Linked DNA regions of Mus musculus: all the other regions are linked to region 1. A link is a contact called in public HiChIP or PLAC-seq data. All regions are on one chromosome and are shown on one strand. Each heading gives the region's core, a stretch centred on a gene start, on an enhancer-like site or on the middle of the called end of the contact. The rest is flanking DNA. Distances are from core to core; before and after follow the strand shown.

Evidence for each region. HiChIP or PLAC-seq counts read pairs in DNA pulled down with a chosen protein or histone mark.
Region 2: an H3K27ac HiChIP or PLAC-seq map of microglia shows a contact between it and region 1, with 8 times the contacts expected there. The contact joins two enhancer-like sites. A contact is called at or near these places in 1 of 115 datasets of contacts at active chromatin or transcription factors (microglia) and 1 of 9 other capture datasets (adipose tissue).
Region 3: a contact with region 1 is called in an H3K27ac HiChIP or PLAC-seq map of microglia, with 4 times the contacts expected there. The contact joins two enhancer-like sites. A contact is called at or near these places in 2 of 39 promoter capture datasets (the 3T3-L1 cell line and embryonic stem cells), 5 of 115 datasets of contacts at active chromatin or transcription factors (bone marrow-derived macrophages, embryonic limb bud, embryonic midbrain and 2 more) and 1 of 9 other capture datasets (adipose tissue).

What each region holds. Positions count from the first base shown.
Region 1 is chr9:65,842,484-65,846,087 of GRCm38.p6, reverse strand. All of the region lies in intron 12 of Trip4 (thyroid hormone receptor interactor 4), which reads left to right. Among named protein-coding and RNA genes, the nearest start is that of Zfp609, 17 kb to the right of the region's middle. Within about 2 kb of position 1,542, at least 45 of the 459 cell types and tissues checked have an H3K27ac peak or open chromatin away from gene starts, as enhancers often do. A contact at or near this core is called in adipose tissue, bone marrow-derived macrophages and microglia, where this site is marked.
Region 2 is chr9:65,539,940-65,543,543 of GRCm38.p6, reverse strand. No RefSeq gene overlaps it. Among named protein-coding and RNA genes, the nearest start is that of Ankdd1a, 22 kb to the right of the region's middle. Within about 2 kb of position 1,688, at least 245 of the 459 cell types and tissues checked have an H3K27ac peak or open chromatin away from gene starts, as enhancers often do. A contact at or near this core is called in adipose tissue and microglia, where this site is marked.
Region 3 is chr9:65,567,892-65,571,495 of GRCm38.p6, reverse strand. All of the region lies in intron 2 of Plekho2 (pleckstrin homology domain containing, family O member 2), which reads left to right. Gm51712 (a long non-coding RNA gene) reads right to left here. Exons shown (of 3, transcript XR_003948345.1): 3 at 1,096-1,677. Among named protein-coding and RNA genes, the nearest start is that of Gm51712, 6.3 kb to the right of the region's middle. Within about 2 kb of position 1,900, at least 99 of the 459 cell types and tissues checked have an H3K27ac peak or open chromatin away from gene starts, as enhancers often do. A contact at or near this core is called in adipose tissue, bone marrow-derived macrophages and microglia, where this site is marked.

The DNA.
Region 1 (3,604 bases), core at 293-2,792:
CGAGAAGAGGAAGAGAGACCCCTGGGTATTATCTCACCCTGGCCCATCAAGTCACTGCAGGACAAGGTGCATCCTCTCCCACTGAGGCAAGACATAGCAGCCCAGTTAGGGGAATGGGATCCGCAGGCATGCCGTAGATTCAGGAACAGCTCCTGCTCCAGTTGTTGGGGAACCCACATGAAGACCAAGCTGTGCATCTGCGTGTGTGTGGGGGGGTATGGGGTGTGGGGGGGTTGGCTGGGGGTGAATTGTTTCTTAAGTGTTTGCTTTTGCTATTAGTCATCAGGAAACAGGAAAAAGATTTTTATAAGTTATAGGCTAGAGCTATAGTTCATTGATAGTGCTTGGCCAGCATGTGCAAGGCCCTGTTTCAGGCACTACCACCACACACACAGACATGGCCACACACACACAGTGCAGTGTGTATATATGCAATTCACCTGGGGATCTGTTGGGAAGAGTGACATAATTAAGAAGTTATTGATCATTTTAACAAAAGGATGAAGTGGGGCCTTGCCGAGTTGGGCAGAAATTTTTATTTGGCTCTAAATCAGTAGTAGTTGCCAAAAGGTACTAACCTTTTTCCTCTCTGTTTGGAAAATGACAAAACAATGTTTTCTAAATGACTGGTGAGCAGTTTCCCCTCAGAGGAGAAGAAATAGCTGTTTGGCAGTTAATTACTTGTTATGTTAGACAGCTATGAAAGTTATGAGGCATGAAAGAGAGGTAGGCCCACCTCTGCTGCTCCTCGGGCTGGAACTCGTGATAAAAGTCTCTACAGACCAAAATAAAAGCACCTGCCAGAGTCTGTGCCCAAATTTGGATTGTTCCTTGATTATAAAGCTCATATTTCCCGACCTATTTATTATGCTCTATCAGTGACCCTTAGCTTAGCATCTAAACTGGATGTGACATTAGAGTTTATTTGTGTTCATTACCCTTGCGAATTGATTCTTGCTGAGCCGCTGCAGTTGCTGCTTTGTAAATCTCAGACCAAAGATACAAAGCCTTCTTTCCCTCCACCCCTCCACAGTGCTGGGCATTGAACCAAGGGCATTGTGCATGCTGATCGATCACCTCTGAGCTACAGCCCCAGCCTTGCTTATACTTTACTTTAATACAGTCTCAGTAAGTTGCCCAGGCTCTCTTTAAACTCTCTCTGTAACTTGTGCTTGCCTGCCTCAATCTTGCCAGCAGCTGGGACTAGAGGCCCACATTACCGGGCCAACTAAGCACTGCTTAGTGTGTAATGTGGCCCTTCGTGTCCAGACCTCAAGGGCAAGGGTTATTATATTCTTGAGAGATACAAGACTTATCCAAATGGACTTCTCTTTAGACTTCTGCTTTGTTCCTCATTTCTGTTTCTTGTGAACACTCTCAAGTTCAGTGGAAGTTGTGGTAAAAGGCTCATGATCCCAGCTGCTGGGACGGTGCCAACAGCATTCAACAACTATTCATTGATTGCCTAATGTATGTTGTGTCTGATCCTAGCAGAGAGAGGGGCAGAGAACATCCGGTGCCTTCCTCTATCAGTCTCCTTACTTTCTGAGACCATTTTCCACTGAACTTGAAGCTTCCTGTACTTGAGCCCTGTTTTTTTCACAGCAGATGCTCTTAGGCACTGAGCCATCTCCTAGCCCTCCCTCCAAGGGTGGGTGTGGGAATGTCTGCCCTTTTGAAGCTTTCATCTTAGTGAAGAGAAGCAAAAAATATAAATATATGTTATCAGATCATGGTAAGTACTATGGAAAAAGATAAGGTAGGAAAGAAGTTCAAAGTGCTAAATTTATAGGGTAATTGGTGCTGTGATTTCCTTATGTTTTCATTATTTATTTTTGTTGGTGCTGATTATTGAACCAGAGCCTTGTGCATTCTTGGCAAGCAGCAAGCACTCTACCGCTGATTTTTAAATAGTGGGGTCGGGAGAGATTTATGTCAGAATTGACATTTGAACAAAGTCCTGAAGGAAGAACAAGATGAAGCCATGTAATAGGGCTTTGAAACATTCTAGGAAGCCAGGTACAGAGGCAAACTCAACTTCTGACGAATTGAGTCACAGCCTCTCCTTTTGGGACTTTGAAAGTGAATGTGGGGTTTAGAGAAATTTAGCAGTATAAAAGGTTTCTAGACATGCAAGTACCAAAAATGAATTCAAATTCACATGAATATAGCTGTTTCTGGCAAACCTCATCCAAGGCTGTGTCAAATAACTTCACCAGAGCCTTGGTACACAGTTTGCATTATGCTTGTCACAGTACACAAGGTTGACCAGTGCTGCCTGGGTCTTCTTGACTCAGACACCAGACTGCTCTCTTCTGAATTGCTGTGCTCTTACTAGCCATACGAAATGGTTTGGCTTTTTTTTTTTTTTTTTTTTTTTTCTGTTTTGGAAACACTTTAATTATGAAAAATAAAAACCTTGTTTTTTTACTATCATTTCTCAGCAAATGAGTATCAAATTTATGTTTCTTTGGATGGTGTATAAATATTCATCCTATTGCTTGTTTGAGTTATCTTGAGTTTCACAGAAAATAGAGCAATATTTTTTATTTAATTTTATTTATATTTGATTTTTTAACTATTTATTTATTTATATGAGTACACTGTAGCTGTCTTCAGACACAACAGAAGAGGGCATCCGATCCCATTATAGATGGTTTTGAGCAACCATGTGGTTGCTGGGAATTGAACTCAGGACCTCTGGAAGCAGTCAGTGCTTTTAACCTCTGAGCCATCTCTCCAGCCCCCAAGAAATATTTTTTAAATGTATGTTTATGTGTAAGTATGTCTTGTGTGTGCAGGTACCTAGAGGCCAGAAGGGGGCATCAGACCCCCTGGAGCTAGAGTTACAGGCAGTTGAGTTGCCTGATATTGGTACTGGAAACAGATTCTAATCCTCTGAAAGAGCAGGAGGTACCCTTCACCCCTAACCAAGCTCTCTAGCACCTAACCTTAATTTTTAAACTTTTATTTTTATTGTGATAAACCTTATATAAGATACTTTTCCATTTTAAGCACATTTATGTGTTATGGATCAGTGACATTAAATATATTGGAGTATAGTTACCATCACTACCTAGTATCCTAACTGCCAACCTGCACCGATTAAATCATTACTTGTTTCCCCTCCCCTTTTAGTCCCTGGTATAACTACTATTTCACTTTTTTTGTTGGGGGAGGGAGGCTTGCTTTTTGAGACAGGGTCTCACTATGTAGCCCTGGCTGTCCTAGAACTCATTCAGTAGACCATGCTGGCCTCCAACTCACAGAGACCCACCTGCCTACCTAGTGCTGGGATTAAACTATGCCCAGCTACTTATTTTCATTTTTAAAAATGTTTCATTTCTGTTTTAAATTTTGAGTGTATGTATATGTACTACCTATGTACAGGAGCCATGAAAGTCAAAAGAGGACATTGGATCCCCTGGAACTGGAGTTATAGGCAGTTGTGTGCTGCCTTGGTGCTAGGAGCCAAACTAGGTCCTATCTCTCCAGCCCCTCTCCTTCCTCCCTCCTTCCCCCCTCCTTCCCTTTCCCCCTTCCTTCCTTCCTTCCTTCCTTCCTTCCTTCCTTCCTTCCTTCCTTCCTTCCTTTCTTCCTTCTT
Region 2 (3,604 bases), core at 439-2,938, 300 kb after region 1:
ACTGAACTTGGCTCCTCTGAGTGAGCAGCACTTGATCCATCTCTCCAGCATGAGATCATTTTTTTTTTTAAATTGGGGCCAGACATGATAGTGCACACATTTAAATCCCAGCGCTTAGGAGGCAGCAACAAGCAGATCTCTATCAGTTTAAGGTCAACCTGGTCTGTCTAGAGAGTCCTGGGCCACCCGGGGCCACATAGAGAGACCCTATCTGAAAATACCAATTTTTAAATGACATTTTCTGTATTTGTGTGAGCAGGTGGGCAGGCACATGTGCCATGGGTACATGAGGAGGTTAGAGGACAGTTTTTGAGAATCAATCCTTACCTTCTCCCATGTGGGTCCCAGGGATGACTTTTGTCATCAGGCCTCGTGGTAGATACCTTTACCCATCCAGCTATTTCTATGGCTCTAAGATGAACTGTTTTAGCTTTAGATATGAGACAGGTGATTATTGTCTTTCCATACTTGACTTATTTCACTTAACATGATATCACTCAGTTCTCTTGCTGCTATTGTTGATGTCTTGAGGTGTGTCTTGTATATGTATACATATTCTGCTTGTCCATGTATGCATTTATGTAAGCCAGAGGTCCAGTTTGGGTCCTGTCTATCATTCTTCGAATTGCCTTTTGAGACAGGGTCTTAAACTGACCCCAAAGTTCACTGATTGGCTAGCTTAGATGGCCACCGATCCCTGGAGATCTTGTCTTCACCTCCCAACACAGGGATATGGGTCATGCTGCTGCAAATGCCCATAGATTACTGGGGATCAAACAGAGGTCCTCAGGTTTGCATACCAAGCCCTTTACCCACAGAGGCATCCACCCAGGCCTCACGACCTCCAGTTCTATCTGTGGAGCTACAGATTACAGAATTTCATTGATTTTTTTTTTAATGGTCAGGTTGTGTGTATGTGTTCGATTTCATTGTGGACATCTGGTTAATTCTGTACCTTGGAGCCTGTGAATAACACAGTCATCATGGAAGTACAGCTCTCTCCTCCTCAACGCACTCCTTCACTTCCCTTTCCTCTGGATATGCAGCTAGTAGTGAGATAGCTGGATCATATGATACATCTATTTTTAGTTCTTGAGGAACTTCCACACTGTTTTCCATAGTGACTACACTAATTTCCATTTCCACCAACAGAGTATGAGAGTTCCTCTTTCTGACATCTCATTGTTATTTGTTTAGTTTGGTGATAGCCATTCTATCTGGTGTGACCCGATTCCTCATTGTGGTTGAACTATTTTGGTTCTCTTCACATCAGCGAAAGGTAGAGTAGCAATTTCAACACGTCCATGGGATAAATGAGGTCACCGAGGGAGGCAGAGGACTCGCCTAGATAATCAGAGCCCCAACTTAAACGTGGGTCTTCCTGCTCTCTGGGCCGCAGAGGACATAGCAGGCAGACCTGGGTAGGAAAGCAGAAGGGACAAGTTCAGGAGGACAGAGCTTGGCCAAAGAGGAGCATGGATCCCCATGGTCTGGAGGGTCTGGCAGGAGGCAGAAGTAGTCAGCTAGGAGGAGCCAGATGGGTGAGAGCCTTTCCTCCGGGCTCCGGCTGTCCTCTCTGCTCTCAAAATGCCATCTCTATTGCCTGACAGACACCAGATAGGAGAGCAGAGAGGCTCATTAGTCCGTTAGCACTGGCTGAGTCAGGGCCTCACAAATGTGTTCCTCATGTGACTTGAGATGAGTCAAGAGGGGAAGTGGTGGGAGGGGATTCCCAGGATGCAGGCAGCGAGGGCCTGGGGGATGGAGGCCTAGAGATGGGCTGGAGGCTGGGCTTCTGTAGCGCGGCTGGTCCTCTCCTAGGTTCGTAGGCCACTGCAAAGAGTACGAGCAACTTAGAAGTGATAACTCCCCTGATGGGCAGCTTCAGTGGGTGAGCAACTCAAAGCGTCTGGTGATGAGGAAAGACCTGGCTTGGTGCCAAACAGTGTAACCACAGCAAAAGCCTAGGCTTGGGCACATGGGCCCCATTTCCTGAGACCTATTTGCTAAGCATTTATCTTTGTAGAAATTCAATCAGACACTGCATTTGATATACATATATATAAGATAATGTATGGGGCTGGCAAGATGGATCATCAGGTAAAGACACTTGGCACTAAGCCTGCAACCAGGGTTTGCGCCCAGGGACCCACGTGGTAAAAAGAGAAAATGAACACCTCAAGTTGTCTTCTGACCTCCACACATACCATAGCACACGCCCACATCCACTATAAAAATAAATACATAAATCCATAAAAGATAGTAAAAGCCAGCCATGGTGGCCCAAACCTGTCATCTCAGCACGTGGGAAGTAAAGGAAAAAGGATTAGGAATTCAAAGTAGTTCTCTGATTCATAATGAGTTTGAGGCCAGTTTGGGATATATAAGAACCTGCCTCAAACCTATAAGTGGTGGTGCACACCTATAATCTCAGCACTTGGGAGGCAGAGGCAGGCTGATCTCTGAGTTTGAGGCCAGCCTGGTCTACAGAGTGAGTTTCAGGATAGTCAGGACTACACAGAGAAACCCTGTCTCAAAACAACTACAACCACAGCAACAACAACAGCAACAACAACTCATTTGGATTATGTAGCTCAGTGGCAGAGAACTTACTTGCCATGTATAAGGTCCTGGGTTTGAACCCTTGAATTCCCTCAAAAAAGAAAGTCCCCACTAATAATTGTTTGATGGCTGTATTTACTTTATTTATTTTTATTTTTTGAGATAGGATCTCACTGTGTAGTCCCTGCTGCCTCCGGAGTGTTGAAATTAAAGGTGTGCGTTATCGAGCTCGGCTTGTTTGCTTTTTAAAATCATGTTTATTCTATGTATATGGATGTGTTGCCTCCGCATATGTCTGTGTACTGTGCACACCTGGTGTCCACGGATGTCAGAAGAGGGTGCTGGATCATTGAAGCTAGGTTATGGACAGGCGTGAGCCACCATGTGAGTCCTGGGAATATAACCAGGATCTTCTGGAAGAGTAGCCAGTTTCTTAGTCACTGAGCAATCTCTCTCTAGCAACCCATTCCCCCTTCCCCATTAAAAAAATTGTCTTAAATATTTTTTTATTACATGTATGTGTTTGCCTGTGGTTTGGGCATTCAAAACTCTTGGAGGCCAGAAGTAGGATTCCCTGGAACTGGGGTTAACAGGCATCTATGAGCCACCTGGTGTGGATGCTGGGAAGTGAACTCGTGTCCTCTGCAAGACTAGAAAGCACTGTTGAACACTAAGCCGTCTCAGCTCAGGTCCTCACATTCTCTCTCTCTCTTTCTCTCTCTCTCTTTGCTTAAAGATTAATTTATTTATTTTATGTAGATGAGTACACTGTTGCTCTCTTCAGATACAGCAGAAGGGGGCATCAGATCCCATTACAGATGGTTGTGATCCATCAAGTAGTTGCTGGGAATTGAACTCAGGAACTCTGGAAGAGCAGCCAGTACTCTTAAACCAGTGAGCCATCTCTTCCCTGATTTTCTTAAAGGCCATTTTCTAGTCATCGGAGCTTATCTGGTTACTTACGTGAGTGGAGTGTGGTTCAGCTCTGAGACACCCATCACTTCCCAATGAGCAATCCAGCTCTCCAGCTGCCTGCTGCTAA
Region 3 (3,604 bases), core at 651-3,150, 270 kb after region 1:
GGCGCTCTTAACCACTGAGCCATCTCGCCAGCCCATGTAGTGCTCACTTTTAATCCCAGCACTTGCAGAGGCAGGAGGATATCTGTGATCAGACTCCTTTATCAGACTTTGGAATTGCCAGGGCACCTTTAGCTTGTCCCTCCTCTAACACTCAGCTACCAGTTGACACTTATTAAACACGTGTTTGTTTTATATACATGTGTATGTGCACAACAGGCATATGTGTAAGAGGCCATCTGTGAGTGTTCCTATGTGACAAGGCACATGTGTGGAGGTTGGAAGACAGCCTTGGGTGTCAGTCCTCACCCTCTACCTTGTTTGAGGCAGGCTGTCTCTCTGTGCTTGAGGCTGACTGGACCACAAGCCTCCCGGGGGGCTTCCTGTCTCTGTTCCCCATCTCACAGTAGAAATGCTGGGGTTACAGACACATGACCCTGAACCCCGCTTTCTGTGTGAGGTCTGGGGCTCTGGACGCAGCGTGTCAGACTGCGCGGCAAGCGCTTTTCCTCACAGTGCCATCGTGCCATCGCCCCAGCTGCAGTTGACACTTCTGCTGTCCGAATGCCTCCCGCAATCCCCACACCTTCCTAATTAGACTCTTGTCCCCTCCCCACTCTCAACAGGCTTAGCATTTGGACAACTAAGAACAGTAAGACTGCCAGCTTTACACCTATAATCCCAACACTCAGAAGGCTAAGACAGGAGCATTGCTCTGAGTTTGAGGCCAACTCAACTATAGTGTAAGACCTTGTCTCAAAACAAACAAACAAACAAACAAATAAAAGCTACAATTGTTTGTTAAGGAAGCATCCGAAATGCTGTTATATGAGGACTTGGAGGGAAGGTGACTTTTCCTTTTGGTGCTGGGGTTCAGGCTACCAGGGTTCAGGGTTCAGGCTACCCATTGAGAATGTGAGAGTGTGGTAAGACTGCACACATGGATTCTATCTGCTGAGCCATCTATCCAGACCCTAATTATTTATTCTGTCTCTCTGTCTGTCTGTCTATCTGTCTATCTATCTATCTATCTATCTATCTATCTATCTATCTATCTATCTATCTTACTTATCTGTTTATTATCTATCTGTTTATTTATTTACTTTTGAAACAAGGTCTCCCTATTCATTCTTACCTGGCCTGGAACCCCCTATATAGAACAAGATAGAATCCATGAAGATGGAAGGCTTGCATCTTGCCTGGCAACCTCTTTCAGCACCACTCCCCCCCACCTCGTTAAGGCAGCTTGGCAAATTCCTGAGTGCCTTGGGCCAAGAAGGCCTATAAACCCCACCTAAGGGCTTCAAGGAGTTGCCTTTGAAGGGCACCTTGCCTGTCCTGGGTGAGTCCCCAGGAGTCAGGGTGACGGAGATGCCGTGGAAGAACAGCAAGGAATGGCAGTGTGCAGACAGCCACCCAGATGTTCTGTACTTACCAAATTAGGATGTGCCACAGCTGGGAAAGCGGCAGCCAAGGGATATTTTTATTAGAAAAAAAAAAGTGTGTGTGTGTGTGTGTGTGTGTGTGTGTGTGTGTGTGATATGGCTTCTCCAGTGCCAGCTGCTGTAGGGGTTGGATGACTGGCTCTCAGCTGTCAGCCCACCAGGCGCTGCCATCCATGTCCTAGACTGCCTCTCCACATCTGGCCGCAGCTGGGAAGCAGGGAGGGTTTCACATTCCCTAAACATGAAAAATCCAAATCACACTTAAAAAAAAAATCTTATTAAAAACTTAACTCTTCCAAGAACCTAGCACCCAGGGACGGGAACTTGGCCCCAAAGAAGGAACTGAGGCGTGCTTATTGGTTCAATTCCTCTTTCTGCTGTGAGGAGCAAGGCGAGTGCAGACTCTTGGCTCTTGGCTGTTTCTGTGTTGTCAGAGGCTGATGTTCCAAAGAATGCTGCCCCCGCCCAGTGCCTCCTGCTTTCTCCTTTCCTCTGAACTGCAGAAGGCCCTGAATGATTCAGCACTGGCATGTTGAGTTGTCCCAAGCCAGGCAGCCTTGGGGAGCTGGGTGGTAAAGATGGACGGTAAAGATGGACTGACTATGTTCCTAAGAGAGTCCACTGGGGGAGCCTAGAGATAGGTGGTGCTGTTGCTGTAGCCTCTTCTGGAAGCCCAGGAAGACTTTGTAAGCCTTAAACTATAAAGGCAGGGCACCATTCTAGCAGACTGGCCCTATGTACATTTTTATTTTTAAAGGCAGGGGTTGTGTAGTCACACTAGCTAAGGATGTCCTGGAATTTCTAATTCTCCTGCCTCCCCCACCCAAGTCCTGTGATTATAGGTGTGTGACCCTTCGCTGGCAAGTTCTTATGTCAACTTGACAGAGGCTAGAGTCATGTTGGAAGAAGGAACCTCATTTGAGAAAATGCCACCACCAGACTAGTCTATGGACAAGCCTGTGGTTCATTTTCTTGCTTGATTATTGGTGCCCCTGGGTCTTTCCTCAGTGGGTGGTGTCACGCTCAGGCTGGTGGCGCTGGGTGCAATGGAAAAGCTGAGTAAGCCATGGGGAGCAATCCAGGAAGCAACGTTCCACCACGGCCTCCATCATCTCCTATGTCCAGCTTCTTGTTTCTACCCTGACTTCCCTGAATGACGGACTTCAAGTTGTAAAATGAAACCAACCCTTTTCCCCCTAAGTTGCTTCAGGTCATGGTGTTTATCACATGATAAACTAAGATAGCTGCCAAGCTTGACGTCCTGGATCCAGTCCTCAGGACCCACATGGTAGAAGGAGAGAAGTGACTCTCTCAAGTTGTCAGCCCTTAAGACGGCCACCATGCCTGGTTTGTGTGGTGTGGAGGATTAAACCCAGAGCTTTGTATATTCTAAGCAAGCGTTCTGAGCACCAGAGTTGTAGCCAGTCCCGGCGTTCCTCTCTTGAGACCTTCTTCCTGTAGAGTGCCACTGGGGGAGCCTCAAGGAGACAGATGCACTGAGAATAGCATAGAACCATCCAGGCATGAGATAGGACTCTGTGCTCTCTTGTGTCAGGGCTTAGTGTTCCTGGCATCTAACATGGTATTTGTACCTGGCGGTGCATGTTCCCCCAGCAGTGGGTAAGACACAAGAACACTAAGGTTTGGGGGATCATGGCAGGTAGCAGGGAGCTTCTCAGAATAGAATTTTTCTGCTGTGTATATTTCATAGAAGAACCTGGACAGGGTTGAGCCTCAGGGGTAGAAAGAGACGTATACAAGCAAAAATGGGAAATGACACCTGATGGACTTGGATAGAGAGATCAGGCTGCCCTAGCCATCTAGATCAGCGGTTAGCTACCTTAGTCATACAGCCATCTGCCCTGAAAAGTACTGAGGTCTGGGTCAGCCTCATCTCAACGTTGATCAAGATGTTACCTGGGTGTGGGGGTTCTCATAAAAATCTTTTAATCGTACTTATTTACTTGTGGGGTAGAGGGACATGTGGCATACTGTAATTGTGGTGACTGGAGGAGAGATTGAGGAGGTCATTTCTCTTCCACTGCGTGGGTCCTGGGCACTGCGCTTAGGGCGTCAAGCTTGGCAGTTAGCACATCTACCTAATCCTTGCTGGCTCCCTGCTTTCCTTTTTAATTCTTTTAAAAAAAGATTTATTTATGTCA